Regions from separate parts of the Mus musculus genome. Here region 2 is linked to region 1. A link is a contact called in public Hi-C data. All regions are on one chromosome and are shown on one strand. The core of a region is the stretch at or near the end of the contact, and the rest is flanking DNA. Distances in the headings are between cores, read along the strand shown.

Region 1 (6,872 bases), core at 3,261-5,760:
TTAAAAGAAAAAAAAAAAAACCCCACCATACAGCAATCCCTATTGTGTGTGACAAGGAGAAAGGGAAATTAAAACAAGCCCACACCCTGGGTATAGACAAAGAACAGGGAACAAATAGACCAAACCTGAAGGCAACTTTTTAAGGGTACTTTGGGGATTTTTCTCTCTGTTTTTTAATGCCTTTAAGTAACATTTTTAACACATAGAAAATATTATAAACACTTTAAATCTACTTATAAGACATTAAAAGTCTTACTGCTGACTGATAATATGGCTCTGTGGGTCACGGTACCTGCCACCAGGTCCCACAACCTGAGTGTGATCTCCAAGACGCACATGGGGGAAAGAGAAAGCTCACTTCCCTACCAGAGTCCTCTGACCTCTACACATATGCTGTGGCTTGTCCCTCCCCCCACTAAATAAATACAATATGATAAAAAGAAAACAAAGCTTAAAAATATTGTCGATGAATCAAAAATTCCTCTTCTATCACTATCCTCAAATCTATCAACTACCTAAAGGTTGTAAGACTCTGGCGAGCCTTAGCTTACCTGGACTCCCTGAGCAAACAACACAGGGAATTGATGCAAAAAGCAAGAGGAACTTATTTTTCCAACATGTTGGGGTACCCTGCACATAGAGAGAGAACGACCATGCACAGCCCATCCTTTATAAAGGCAGCAGCCATTAGGCACAATGTGATTGGCAGAACAGTGTAACTTTTAAACTGGTTGGTCTATAGACAATGAGGTAGGTGGCCAATGGTTGCAGAATGTGTCTACCTCTACCCTCAGGTGGCCAGTGGTAAGCCCTGCCTCCCTGTGGTCTGAGGAATGTAATTGGCCCCTCCCTTCCAGAGGGCAGAGGTGCCTATGTTCTTTATGGCCTTTCACTTCCAGGACGGGAGGGGTCTGGTGGAATTTTCTAAAGTTCCTGAGCTGACCTCTTCAAGGTAACCCCATGTCACTTTGACAATGCAACTCTATAGAATTTTTTGATATATTTTGATATGTGCCCATAGACACAAATATATTATGTGTGTGTATGTGTGTCTATAGAAACACACTGTACTGTTTTATTTGTACATAAACAACATCGCACACATTCTGTAACTTCCCATTGTTTCTATATGCATCTGACTGCCCCAGTTAGGCATGCCTCGCCCTGACTCAGGAAACACAGTAGAAGAGACGATACTCCACCATTGATGCAGAGGCTTCCAATAACCTAGTTCTGTGGTGTTGCGCCGAGTCCTACAAGGGAGGCACCAGCTTCAGAGTAAACCCCGTGCTCAATGCCCGTCCCTAGTGATTCCCAGGCAAGTTATTGTGTTTCTCCTCCCCAATCCAAATCGACTTCAGTTTTTCCTGTAACCACGACATCCCCTGTGCAACAGTGCACACGGGCGTGAGTGGCACTCTAGGAAGACAATAGGGGAGACGCATTGATACTACAGTATACTCGTGAGTCCTACAGTGTGGAAAATGGCCATTTCCCCATGGTTTCCTCCCTCTCAGATATTCCCCATCTTTTAATTATTTTAGCGTGTTTCTGTTTGGATGCCGTAAAGCGAACAGAACGAAGGTTGTTCGCATCTACTGTTGTTAAGGCTTCCTTTCCCACTTAGCAGGGAATTAAGCACAAGCTCTCTAGTTTCCTCCCAGCTCTGCTGCACATAAGCAATGTGGCTTCAAGCTAAGCGCTCAATCTCTGTGTGTCTCTGTTTGCTCCTTTGTAAATGGGAGACTAACACTGACTTCATGGCATTGTGGCACATATTGAATAACTAAATGTGCATAAGGTTTTAGACATATATCTGGCACAGTGTAAGCTTGTAGTAGTTGTCTTCGGCCATTCATATTTTTTAAAAATAATACTTAATGAGAAATTGAAACTAATTTTTAAATATTGACTCAACTAGAGAAAGCTACCCAGACAGTCTCTCCCTTCAAGAGGCTCTCTGATTTCTCCCTTTCCATTGCTCATTGGGCCTGGGTTTTATAATAGGGCTTAATTTGGTAGATGAGAGCAGATCTCAATAGTAAGGTTGTGAGAAATAAAAGATTGTGAAAAATAAAATAATGACAATTTGTTAATTTAGACAAGCTAAGACTATAGAATACATTTAAACTATAGTCAATTACACTGGGTCATCAGCCTTGGACAATTTCTAAGAAATACTTTTCTAAGACAAAGATTTCACATCCTATTCTTTCAAGAAAAAGGCACAGCATTCAAATATTTAAATTGAAGCATCTACACAAATGTGTGAGATCATTATTATTACTATTACTATTATTATTATTATTATTATTATTATTTTAAAAGTTAGCAAATATTTGAGGTTCCAGTGGTATTTTTTCCAAACTTATTCTTGGGCTGCAGAGATGGCTCAGCAGCTAAGACCACTTGTACTGGAAGCGTGAGGAATGGAGCTCAGCTCCCAGCATCCGCACGTCAAGTCCCATAGCCAACAACGCCTGAAGGAAAAGAGATAGATGGCTGGAGCTTGCTGGCTTCCAACCCAGACCAGAAAATACAAGCCCAGGTTTGTGGAGAGGTGTTACCTCAAGGGAATCAGTGGAGAGTTACAGAAAAGGGGTGTCTACTTCTAGCGTGTGTGTGTGTGTGTGTGTGTGTGTGTGTGTGTGTGTGTGTGTGTGTGTGTGTAGGGCATGTACCTGCACACATATGCACATATACTGACACAGATATGCATACAAACACACATAAGTAAATAAATCTTTTTAAAAACCTTACTCTGGGGCTGGAGAGTTGGCTCAGAAGTTAGGAGTGCTTGTTGCTCCTTCAGAGGACCCAGGAGGCTGACAAAGTCCTGGAATCCCAGATCCAAGGACCAACACTTTCTCTGGCATCTGCTGGCATCCACACACTGATGGTATATTGTCACACACACAAAATAAAATAAATCTTTTAACATACATTTTATTCTGATCCAAAAAGAGGATTTGGAAAACTTTTAATTCTTAAAAACAAATTAAAATATCCCTTAGTTATTTGTTAAAAATCAATGAACGTATACTTATAGATTCACAAAAATTATATACATATCATCTATGTATAGTATGTATATATGTATATATGTGTGTATATACATATATATGGAGTATACCATTTTGTTCAGTAGGATTAATTGTGGTGCATTGGAAGCAGGTTATAAGAAGAAAGAAACCACACACACACACACACACACACACACACACACACTGCCTGTTATTGTCTCTCCTCCAGTAAATCCTTCAATTAGTGTATGCAAAACAATGAAAGGGTTTCAGCAGGCTTAGGGTGAAATGTTAATGAGGCGCTGACATGTTGATGCTAATGTGGGTAAGGCCTCCAGGGCCTCATCTCAGAGCACATGTCCCAAATCCTAATTCCCATAAAGCAGGGACAGGAGGCAGAACTTCTGGGATCTCAGAGTCCCCATTCTCTGCTAGTGGGGACCTCAGCACTGGTTTGCCTCTGACTCATCATTTGTAGGAGTGATGGACGGAAGAGAGCAAACCACTTTAAAAAATTAGAAAGTCGATGACCCAACATGCAGGTTTTTCTGTGGAAACAGCCCCTAAGAGAGACACAGAGAGCTCTCATCCCTCACTTCCTTCTGCATTAATTACCCACCATTGCACTGTAGCTAATTACCCCAGAACTGATTCTCAGGACAATAGGGTATCTCGTTGGGTCTATGGACCAGGAACTCAGAAGCAACCTGGTTGGATGGCTCCAGAGTTCATCTTGGAGCAGCACAAGGTTTCTGTCAGTCTGATTGTCTTGTCTCTCCATAAGAGCCTTTCTAGGAGGGCATGTGAGCCAAGATGGGGTCAGGGCTCTAATAACATCTTGTGTACGACCACTCTGGTTTTCAAGTTCCCTCAGCCTGGGAAGCAAGCCATGCAAGAGAAACTCTGCTTTCAAAATGGCCATTTGAGTAGATGGTAAATCAGGGTTGTTGTTGGCAAGAGGTCTCCATTCCTGGCCACACGGACTTTGCCACCACAGGGTTGCTTGAGTGTTTGGCAACGGGGTGCTGCCCCCTGCCCTAATCGAATCAATCTCCCTCCCTCTCACTCTTTCTCTTACACACACACACACACACACACACACACACACACACACACGCATGCACGCACCCACGCATGCTTGCGTGCTCACACACACACATCCTAAGCAAGCCATCCACGACAACAAGATGAAAACCACAGCATCATTAATGGGCCTCTGTGCTTCAGTGGAAAGGTAAGTGAATTGGCCTGGATCAGGGCTGGCAAATTGTTTTTTGTTCACCCACTGTGCCCTGAGAAGGCTGCCACCTTCAGAGTTTTAACACTCTGTGTCAGACAGAAGGAATGATAGCACCCAGGTAAGTAGTGACATCGCTGAGGTCTGACAGCACAACACGGTGGCATTTCTTTGCCGTCCTTGGACTTGGCCATCAGTCTGGAACTTCCTGTGTGCTGTAGGAGATGCTGTAACCTTCCCAGGCCTTCGTACACGCAACGGGACTGTTTGGAAAGCAATTTCTGTATCATCCAGTTCTGGATACCCAGACCAGTCATAACCAGCATGCCTCACAATTCTCTTTTGTAAATAACCAGCTGGTTGCTTAATTGAATTCACCCAGTTGTTTTCAAAACAACCAAATGCAGTCTTCTTCTCAAACTAGCCGGCCTGCCTGTAAGTTGCTATGTGATGATACACGTTATTTTAAACTCTTCTTATTTTTAATGATGTAAACAATGAAAACCCAAGTAAGGGAAAGGAGCTAACACGTTTCTTCCCATTTTACCATCTGTTTAAAGCCGCTGATGTAATTCCAGTTTGAAATCGCATTAGCACGCGCCTCCTGGATTTCTTCCTTACTTCCTTTTGCATTTCAGGCCTCTGTCCTTCAGAGAAAGCATTGCCTCAAGGATGCTGGCCAATTATTGCAAGGTTGCCATGTGGCTCTGGCCATTTTCAAATCGGTCTCTGATTTCGATTTCCTTCCCCAGGAGCTAGGCTGACTGTAACCGGAGCTCTCTGTGCTTAAATGTATTTGGTACTTAAGGTTTGATTAGTGATGTTTTCAGCAGTATCATCAACATCAGCAGATTTGTTTACGCCTCGGAGGATGGCGGAGATGAAGAGCTGTGGTCTTGCATGCTCAATCACTGCACATTAACTGTCTGGAGTTTTAACTTTTGGATTGTGCATGAGAACTCAATTTTCATTTTGTTTTCAAACACACAGCTGCTTTCCTCTGGTTCGGGTTGCATTGTAAGGGAGGCTTTTCTCATTCTGTGCGAAAGTTTGTGTGGGGGAGCTGTCATTTATGAGGGTCCATCCAAAGTTGTATTTTCTCCCGGTGAAGCATGTAGCTGCCTTGCTTGAGAATGAGCTGGGGATACGGATCGAGCCCAGTTTCTCTTCATTCTGAAATAGTCACCCAGTGACTGTGGATGGGGGAAGACACACGTGAGACTAAATTAGGAAAACCAGAAACTTGGCGGCTTCCTTTGTTTTCCTGAGCCTCCATTTCTGCATCTTGCATTATGTCAGGTACCTTGAAAGTCTGTTTTAAAGCTGCCTGATTCCTTCTGGGGTGGGCACTATGACCCTTCCTTTCCTTAACGTCACCAACATTAGTGGCATGGCATAGGGACAAGTTACCAAAGTTCATGTTAGAAAACATCATCAGGTGCATAGTTTGAACTCAGACGGGATCTGAAGGCTCCTCCTCCAAAGCCTTTTCTCTGGTTCTCAGTCAAACTTACTTCCAAAACCTAACACCATGGCCACTTATAAGCAAAGGAGCACAGCCAGGCTACAGTAAGCCATTCAGAATCTAGATTCCTCATGATGGGGCAGGACCACCTATGGGTATTTGTTCTTAGTATCAATACTCAAGTTCTGTACACAACAGATCAGTTGACAAGCAGAGGTTGTGGAGACGAGGCACTTGGTTGAGTGTTGCTCCATGGCTGTTTCTGAGTCAAGAGAAGCAAAGACTCTTGGAAGCAGCAGACAGAACAGATAAGGAAATGAACAGACCAGGAGTTCAGTCATGACCCAAATACTAAAAGTCCGAGAAAACACAGAGAAGAAGCCAAGGGAAGCCAGGGCTCTTTACAGAGACAGTAACATCTGCATCACATCTTGAAGAATTGAATTGGAATTTTCCTTTTGGGGGAAAGAGGATCATGGGAAACAGGAAGGCATTGAAAGTCACCACCCAGAGTGCGTGGTAACATAAGTGTGAAAGCCATATCTTTTCTAGCTACTTATCTTTTCAAGTATCTCTTGGGATGCAAGAGATAGACAGTTATAGTTTCTCCTTCATGGAGATTTTGGCTGGAACTGGGAGGAGGGACCAGCAGAAACTGAGCAATCGCTATCAAGTAGTGAAAACTCCCAATAGCGTTGCAGGAATTGGCCCAATAAACCCTTGTTTACAACCAAAGGTCACACAGTACACTGGCATGTTTCAATCAATGGTGAGAGGTTATGAGTGACAGTAACACTGACGTGAGAAGCAGAAAAAAAAATGAGCCTAGCTCCTCCCCTTACCAACCACTAGCCACTCACTATCTGCCAGCTCCACCCCTTACCAACCACTAGCCACTCATTATCCCCTGGAGGAACTATGTAAGTTCTGAGTCTGTTTCCTTCCTCCTATAAGAGAAATAAAGACATTTCCAAGTTCTTATAAACTAATATTAATACCGCTACTCTTATTGATGCCATTGGTAGAAGAGCTTAAAAAGCCACACACACTTGAAGAGATTCAAATGGATATTTAATTCTAATCACTTGCTTTGTTAAATAGTGGAGAAAAAGAATAAGGAGTAAGTCTTTGTCTAATGGATAGCACA
Region 2 (6,872 bases), core at 2,671-5,170, 350 kb before region 1:
GTTATGAATATCCATAGTCCATCCCTTTTGACCTGATGTCACTTTACTGAAGTTAACCAGACAGAACTATTGTTTTTGATTCTGACATACAAGGTACCTATTTTGGAAATATAAATTGGGTGCCAACCATGTACCAGGTTACTGTCCTCTGCACCTTATTATTATTATAATTTGAGATTTAAAAGCTTTTTTATTTCCCAAGTATACATGTTTTGTCTGAAAGTATGTTTGGGCACCACATGTGGGAAATACCTGTGGAGACCTGGAGAAGGCGTTGGATCCCTTGGGACTGGAGTTACAGATGGTTGTGAGCTACCATGTGAAGACTGAGAAGTGAACCTGGATCCTTTGGAAGAGGCCAGTGCTCTTACCATCTGAGCCATCTCTCCAGCCCTACTCTACTATATTTTAGATCAATGTCCTTTATGCCCCTTAGGCCCACGCATGCCCATGCATACTTTTCCTCACAATCAGCAGCTCCATGGGCGTGGTATGTGTTTTAGAACCGATAAGCCTGTGCTGATATGGAGACACCCAGAAGCCAGTCTTGGTGCTATGCATTCTCTGGGTTTGGACAAATACAACATGATACTCATCTGAATATCATCCCAATAGACTATCATATAGAATCTTTCTCTGCCCCTAACCTCTCATTCTCTGCGCTTCTATCCTTAAGCATTAACCACCCCCTGTAGTTATCAACATCCTGATCAAACTCATCTCCCAGCCAATGTGAAATTCTTCCCTCAGTCTATTGCTGGAGGGATCCAGAGAGTGAACTAGAGGGAAAGGAAAATGGAGGAAAAGAGGGAGAAGAAGAGGGAAACGGAGAGAGGAGAGGATTAGAGGAGGAAAAGGAGAGAGGGAGAGAAGGAAGGGCAGAGTAGAGAACAGAGCAAGTAAAAGAAGGAGGGGGGAGGAGAAAAGGAAGGGAGAGCACAGCTTCTTAAACCTATCCTCCCGTTTTCTCTATTCTCTAGGCCATGGAGGATCGAGGATTGGACACACAGGGTAACAATGGCTCACATACTTATGCATCTGCTGGTGTACAGGTGCCTTGGCCTGGCTTTGGTTACCTGGTTCTGCTGATGCAATGGCCTCCAACTTGTAGTTTGAGCTTCTTAGAGAAGGTCAGGGGCAGGTCTGCCATAGCACACAGAGACCCCTGTCTAGCAGGGCATCGCTTCATCTTTCCTGGCTGTGTACATGGCAGTGTTTACCCATCTCTCCTCCCCCCCCCCCACCTCTGCTGTGATAGAAACCGCAGAGATTTGCTTCTGCTACTGTGGGGTGAGAAGGGCAGAGGTGCTTGCTACCAGGGTGTCTCTTCTTTTGGCTCTGTTCTGTCCACTCAGAGCAGAGGGATGCCTAGTTTCTCTCTTAAAGCCTTTCCTGGCTCTGCAAGGAATTGTTTGCGAGTGGCAGTGCCCCACCTCCTCAGGGAACTTGGCTTTGTGGAATAGGGTAAAAGATAATGGCCTCACTGTGAATAAGGCACTCCAAGAGGTTCGGGACTCTAATTATTCCCAGGTGGACTACAACAAAGGAGTGGGTTGATAGTATGGTTGTTTTGCCCTCTAGGGACCAAGGAAGGTGTCTACCCTCTGTATATGGATATTGTGTGGAGTTTCATCTGTAAACTTTAGTCTCCATCTTGGAGCCACAGAGAAGACCCCACCCTGACACACACACACACACACACACACACACACACACACACACACACACACACACACACTTGACTGTGCTTGCCTCTCTGTCAATGTTCATTCAGTGTTATGGGATGGGATGACTTTTGTGTTTGTTTGATTTTGTTTTAACCTGTCAATTCCTATTCTTAAAATGGTCATAGAAAATAATGTTTCATAAAAATAATATCAAGCTCTGTTCATTTTAAGTATTGACTGGTTTCCCAGGAAATATTTGATTGTCCTGCTAGATGCTGTAAAAGCAGTAAGACTTTATCTTTGTATTGTTCGCTATAATAAAGATTTATTCTGTAAGTAAAATCACAGCCTTCAGATGTGTTGTATATAATCAAAGCTCTGGCTTTGATTACATGGGGAGCTAAGGGGGGGGCACTTTGGAGTCAAAATGTTGCAGGCTGCAATCAGCAGCTATGTGAGACTGGAAGTACCTTTCCATCTTCCCCACAGGTAGGACAGAAATGATGCTTCTCACTGGTCTCAGAAGTTGTCGCGCACCATTGAATAATGTGTGATGCTGGGCCAGAGGCAGTATACAGTAGGGTTGGCTGCTTTTTCATCCCTCTATGATATAGATTAATGTCCTACTACAACATGTCAAGATCGGACAGGGGGAGGCCAGGCCAGGGCATTCTACCAGATAGAAAGAGCACATATCAATGGCCTTTGCAGGAAAGGGTTCAGGTTGTGAAGATTCAGCAGAAGTTAGTAATTCTAAGTAAGAGACAAGGAGGCACAAGCTCCGAGATTGAGGTCAAAGATTGTCACTGACAAAAGATTAGTATAGTAAAGTACGGCTGAAGCTTGGACCTGGGAGGTGAGGTCCACAATCATCTAGAGGGTGCCTGTCGAGACATAGGATTGCAGGTTGGAATGCAGGAGCACCTCTGACCACAGCACCACCACAGGGAGGAAGGATGAGAGGCCGCTCCCTACAGCTTCCGTCTGACCACAAGTCTCACTCTATCTCCTTTCTACTGATCTTGGCAGGGATGATGTATAATTAAGTATTGTTTGAAAAAAAAGTATTGTTAGTTGGGTAAGCAAAAAAAAAAGTCTTATTCATATTAGTCTTTTCGTTTTGGGTAAGTGGGATTTAACACGTTTCTGTGTTTGTGAATGGCACTGCTACATTGGTGCAGTATTTACTTATGTCATTCATAGCTTGTTTATAAGTCTGTGCATTCTCTGGCCATATTGATTCTTTGTCAGTTATGTTTACTCTATCTCATCCCATTTGTATTTGTCTTTTGCATTTTGATTCTTTTGTCTTCTACTTTAAAAACTTGCATAAAATCTAAGATTACTTATCATGATCTTTCCCCCCATTGTACATTTTTTGCCATGATTTTTATATTTTATTGTAGGCATGGAAAAGCTTGCTGGGTATCTCGGACTCTGCTATCCTCCTGAAACTCATTTGTGAATCCCAGACACATGTGCACACAGGCCTCCTTATTGTGTTCTATTTCCACAGCACACTGACTGAAGGTCTGCTCTGATCATGTATGAAACTCATGTGTGATGGACGGTGGCTATGGATAACTTCCATGACTGATTTCAAGAACACCAAAGTTCAGTGCTCCGGGGTGTTGAAATGTGGATACTGAGTTTCTGGATTACGAATTTACCTATGGCATCTCTTTTAGGCATGCTGGTCATTTCCTGCAAATATAAACTCAGTTTTTCTTTAAGAGGTGAAAGTATAACACCGTGGGTGTTGAGAAGAAGCAATGGCTGCTCTGTTTAGTCTCATCAGTGTGACGAGCAAATTGAAGAGAGAGCTGCTTCTGCACCCTTTCTCGAGCTGTTCGCTGTTATCATGCTGCATTTGTTCTTACAAGTGGTGCAATGTCTGGGCTCCCCGTCCAATGGGCTGGTGGCTGCTAATTCAGCAAATTTGATTTTCCAAGTGAAAAATGTTGCCCTTATACCCAGTTTGTAATTCTTCTATTATCAGCTTCATCCATCACATAAGGGCAAGGGGCCAGAACTGTGAGATGGAACACCAGGACGCCTGTTAAGGATGTGTCTTCCTTAATTTCACTAATAGGTTTTTCTCTTCTCACTTTAACAATGATGTATCTGTCTACGCATGAGACTGTATTTAGCCAGCATGCATGTTCGAAATTAAGCCATTTCAGATCTGTGCTGGGAAGTCTCATTTCTCTAGACATTATTTATAAAGTAACTCCTTTCAGTCAAGCATGCTGGTCTCTGGACAAAGATCTTGCTTGCCCAGTGATACTCAATGTGACTTTTGTGGCTGTCATGCTGGTGGCTCAGCCTCACAGAAGAATGCCCCGACTAGCCTTTTTAGCTTTTGACCAACATAGCCAATCTCTGTCTAACGTAGATGACTCAGAGGAACCATTGACTGATTGCTAGAGAACAAAACATCATCAGTTAGTTTCAGAACTTTCTTTGAGCAAAGTTCAGGGATTTTTTTTTCCTTTTTTTTTTCTGCCAGCTCCTGGGTCTCCTGGTTTGACAGGCATGGAATGTTTGTCATCTTAAGTCACCAAAACGCTACACTTCTGATTTCATTCAACACAGCTAGGAATGCCAAGCCCATTGAGTTAACATGTCCAGCTGAGGCTCGATTCACAGATATTATGGAAAAAGGAGACTTATTAGAATCAATGGATCTAGAGTAGTTGAGGTTACAGAACAACCATGGAAGGTTTCTGTGAAAAACTGGCAGATTTTTGTGTTGCCTGGGGACCAGACATATCGAAGAAAGAGCTACACCTGGGCAGGCACCTAGGTATCTAAGGAGAATAGAAACTCATTTCTGGAGCTTTTACATTTTTAGGAATGGAGATATTTTTGATTCTGTTTGCTTCTGGAAAGTGGGTGTTTTCATTCTCTGTTTTGCTTGTTGGTACCAGGGTAGAGGTTTACTGGGCATCTTGCAACATTTGAAGATGATCAGTTGAAGTTGAGAGGTCCAGGTCTTGATGGTGACAGTAAGTTCCAACAGATAAACAGTTGAGTGGGGAGCCCATAGTTAAGTGCAGGAAATAAGGCTGTGAAGAAAGGGATGCAGAGGGTCAGCTAGCTCTCGGAATCAGGCAAGATGGCAGGGCTGTAGAGCTGGGCTTTGGTAAACAGAGACCTCATTCAGATCTTAATTTTTAAAAGAAAGGAGCAGCATGTATTATAAGACATAAGCACAAATGTAAACTAAAAGTTGGCATCTGGAGGTTTTAATTAATATAAGATAAAAGAAAAAGACATTATTAGTAATTTAAAAAATATTCCCTGTAAACTTTTCTCATTTAAATCTATGTATCTGTCTTAAGATTCCTCTCTCTCCCTCTCTCTTTCTCTCTCTCCCTGTGTATATGTAAACATATACACTAAAGACTATATATAACAAATCTATTCAGATGTATAAATATGTAGAGGAAAAGGGGAGGGAAGGGGAAGATAGATCCTGTTTTTCTGGAAATCAATAGTTTAATATATATATATTTTACAAAATTAGCTTGATTCCCTTCCCAATTGTGTGCTTTTATTTTGGGATTGCTATTTGCAATAAATGACTCAGAAACGGAAGTGAAAAATCAGTTTACAGTTTGACTAGAGATTTTTTTTTCCTGGTAGGGTTGTTGTAATTCTTACATAATTTGAGTACAAACCTCTCTGTGTTTATTAGATGTCTGCTGCTAGGTTTCTGTGTGAAACAGCCACACCAGCCCCCAACTTCCATGCCTCTGTAATTACATGTGAACTTGTAAGATCAGCAAGTACAGTGATTCATCACTCCAAGGTACTTTGCTAGAGGCAACATTGTTACAAGACTATTGTTCCTTGATGAATATATTTATTTTGAGCCTTAGTTAATTTTTTTTATTTTAAAAATAAGCTCTAGATCTCTATCTGTACTTATTATGTAAGGGATGATAAACACTAGAATGCATTTGCCTACTTTTAAGTTATTGCATCTGATAAAAACAAAGGCTACCAAATTCTTAGTGCTGTCTCTTTAGATGTATTGTTATCAACGTTACCACCGTTATCCGTATCATAATCAGCATCTGGTCAGTGTTGGTCGCTAGTTATTTCATTCAAGGTTGATCCAATAACATTTAAATATCATGGATTGAATAACAAGAGTTTTTGCTCTTAGTAAAACAGAGAAACAGGATTAATAGTCAAATTCCTAGGAATTCTTACCTTTGAAATGGCCTAGTTGTCAAATTTTGTTTGCAATGGAGTTTGATTCATTTATCCATCCTTCTAGACAGACAGACAGACAAATGGGTCTTACTGTGTAGCTCCAACAGGCCTGGAACTCACTGTAAAGACTGGTCTTGACATCACAGAGCTCCATTGTCTCTGTTTCCTGGGTTTCCTTGGAACTAAAGGCCTGCACCCCCACATGCAGTTTGTAACCTTTTAAAAAAATTGATTAACAATAGGTAAAAAAAATGTAATATATAGGTGGATATCCACTCTGTTTTTATCTCCTAAACCCATTAAAAGGCTGCAACTCTATGTGCTTACCTTCACCTTATGAGAAAGTTTTTTGAGGTCTACTGGTAAAATCTACTGAACCACCAGAGTTGGAAACGTGTCTCTACATTCCCTACTGTAGTCTTTGGCCATATCTCTCAGGGAGAAAATGCAGATTTATTCATAGCTACCATTGTGAGTCAAATGGTCTCAACCACAGATGTTGAAATCCTTATTCTTGAAACCTGTAAATATGACCTTGTTGAAAGAGTCTTTGTAGATGCAAATAATTTAGGATGAGGTGATTTTTGATTGGGTAGACTCCAGTGTCCTCAAAAAAGAGGGAAATTTGTACATAGATATAAGGAGAAAACCACAAAACAATAGAGGCAGGGATTGGGTATGGAGGTCAAGAATCAAGGAGAGCCCCATACTGTTGGGAATTACTGAACGTTAGAAAGAGCATGACAAGATCCTCCCTGGAGCCCTGCTGCTACCTTGAGTTTGAACTTCCAGTCTCAGGAACTGTAAAACAGTATATTTCTGTTGTTTTAATCCACCTGATTCTATGACAATTTATTGTGGCAGTCCTAGGAAACAAATGAACGAACAACATGTGACTATTTGTGTGTGGTGGTCTGGGCCTGTAATTCCAGCCCTAGATTTAGGGCCTGCTTTGGGTAACATGGCAAAACCTTGTCTCAA

The links. Hi-C and Micro-C count contacts between places; a contact is called where the count stands out from the background.
Region 2: a Hi-C map of the N1E-115 cell line shows a contact between it and region 1, with 2.8 times the contacts expected there. The contact joins two enhancer-like sites. A contact is called at or near these places in 2 of 484 Hi-C or Micro-C datasets (the 3T3-L1 cell line and the N1E-115 cell line) and 1 of 115 datasets of contacts at active chromatin or transcription factors (embryonic stem cells).

What each region holds. Positions count from the first base shown.
Region 1 is chr4:47,649,784-47,656,655 of GRCm38.p6, reverse strand. No RefSeq gene overlaps it. Among named protein-coding and RNA genes, the nearest start is that of Gm32544, 14 kb to the right of the region's middle. Within about 2 kb of position 4,510, at least 11 of the 459 cell types and tissues checked have an H3K27ac peak or open chromatin away from gene starts, as enhancers often do. A contact at or near this core is called in the N1E-115 cell line, where this site is marked.
Region 2 is chr4:47,995,564-48,002,435 of GRCm38.p6, reverse strand. No RefSeq gene overlaps it. Among named protein-coding and RNA genes, the nearest start is that of Gm52735, 33 kb to the right of the region's middle. Within about 2 kb of position 3,920, at least 4 of the 459 cell types and tissues checked have an H3K27ac peak or open chromatin away from gene starts, as enhancers often do. A contact at or near this core is called in the N1E-115 cell line, where this site is marked.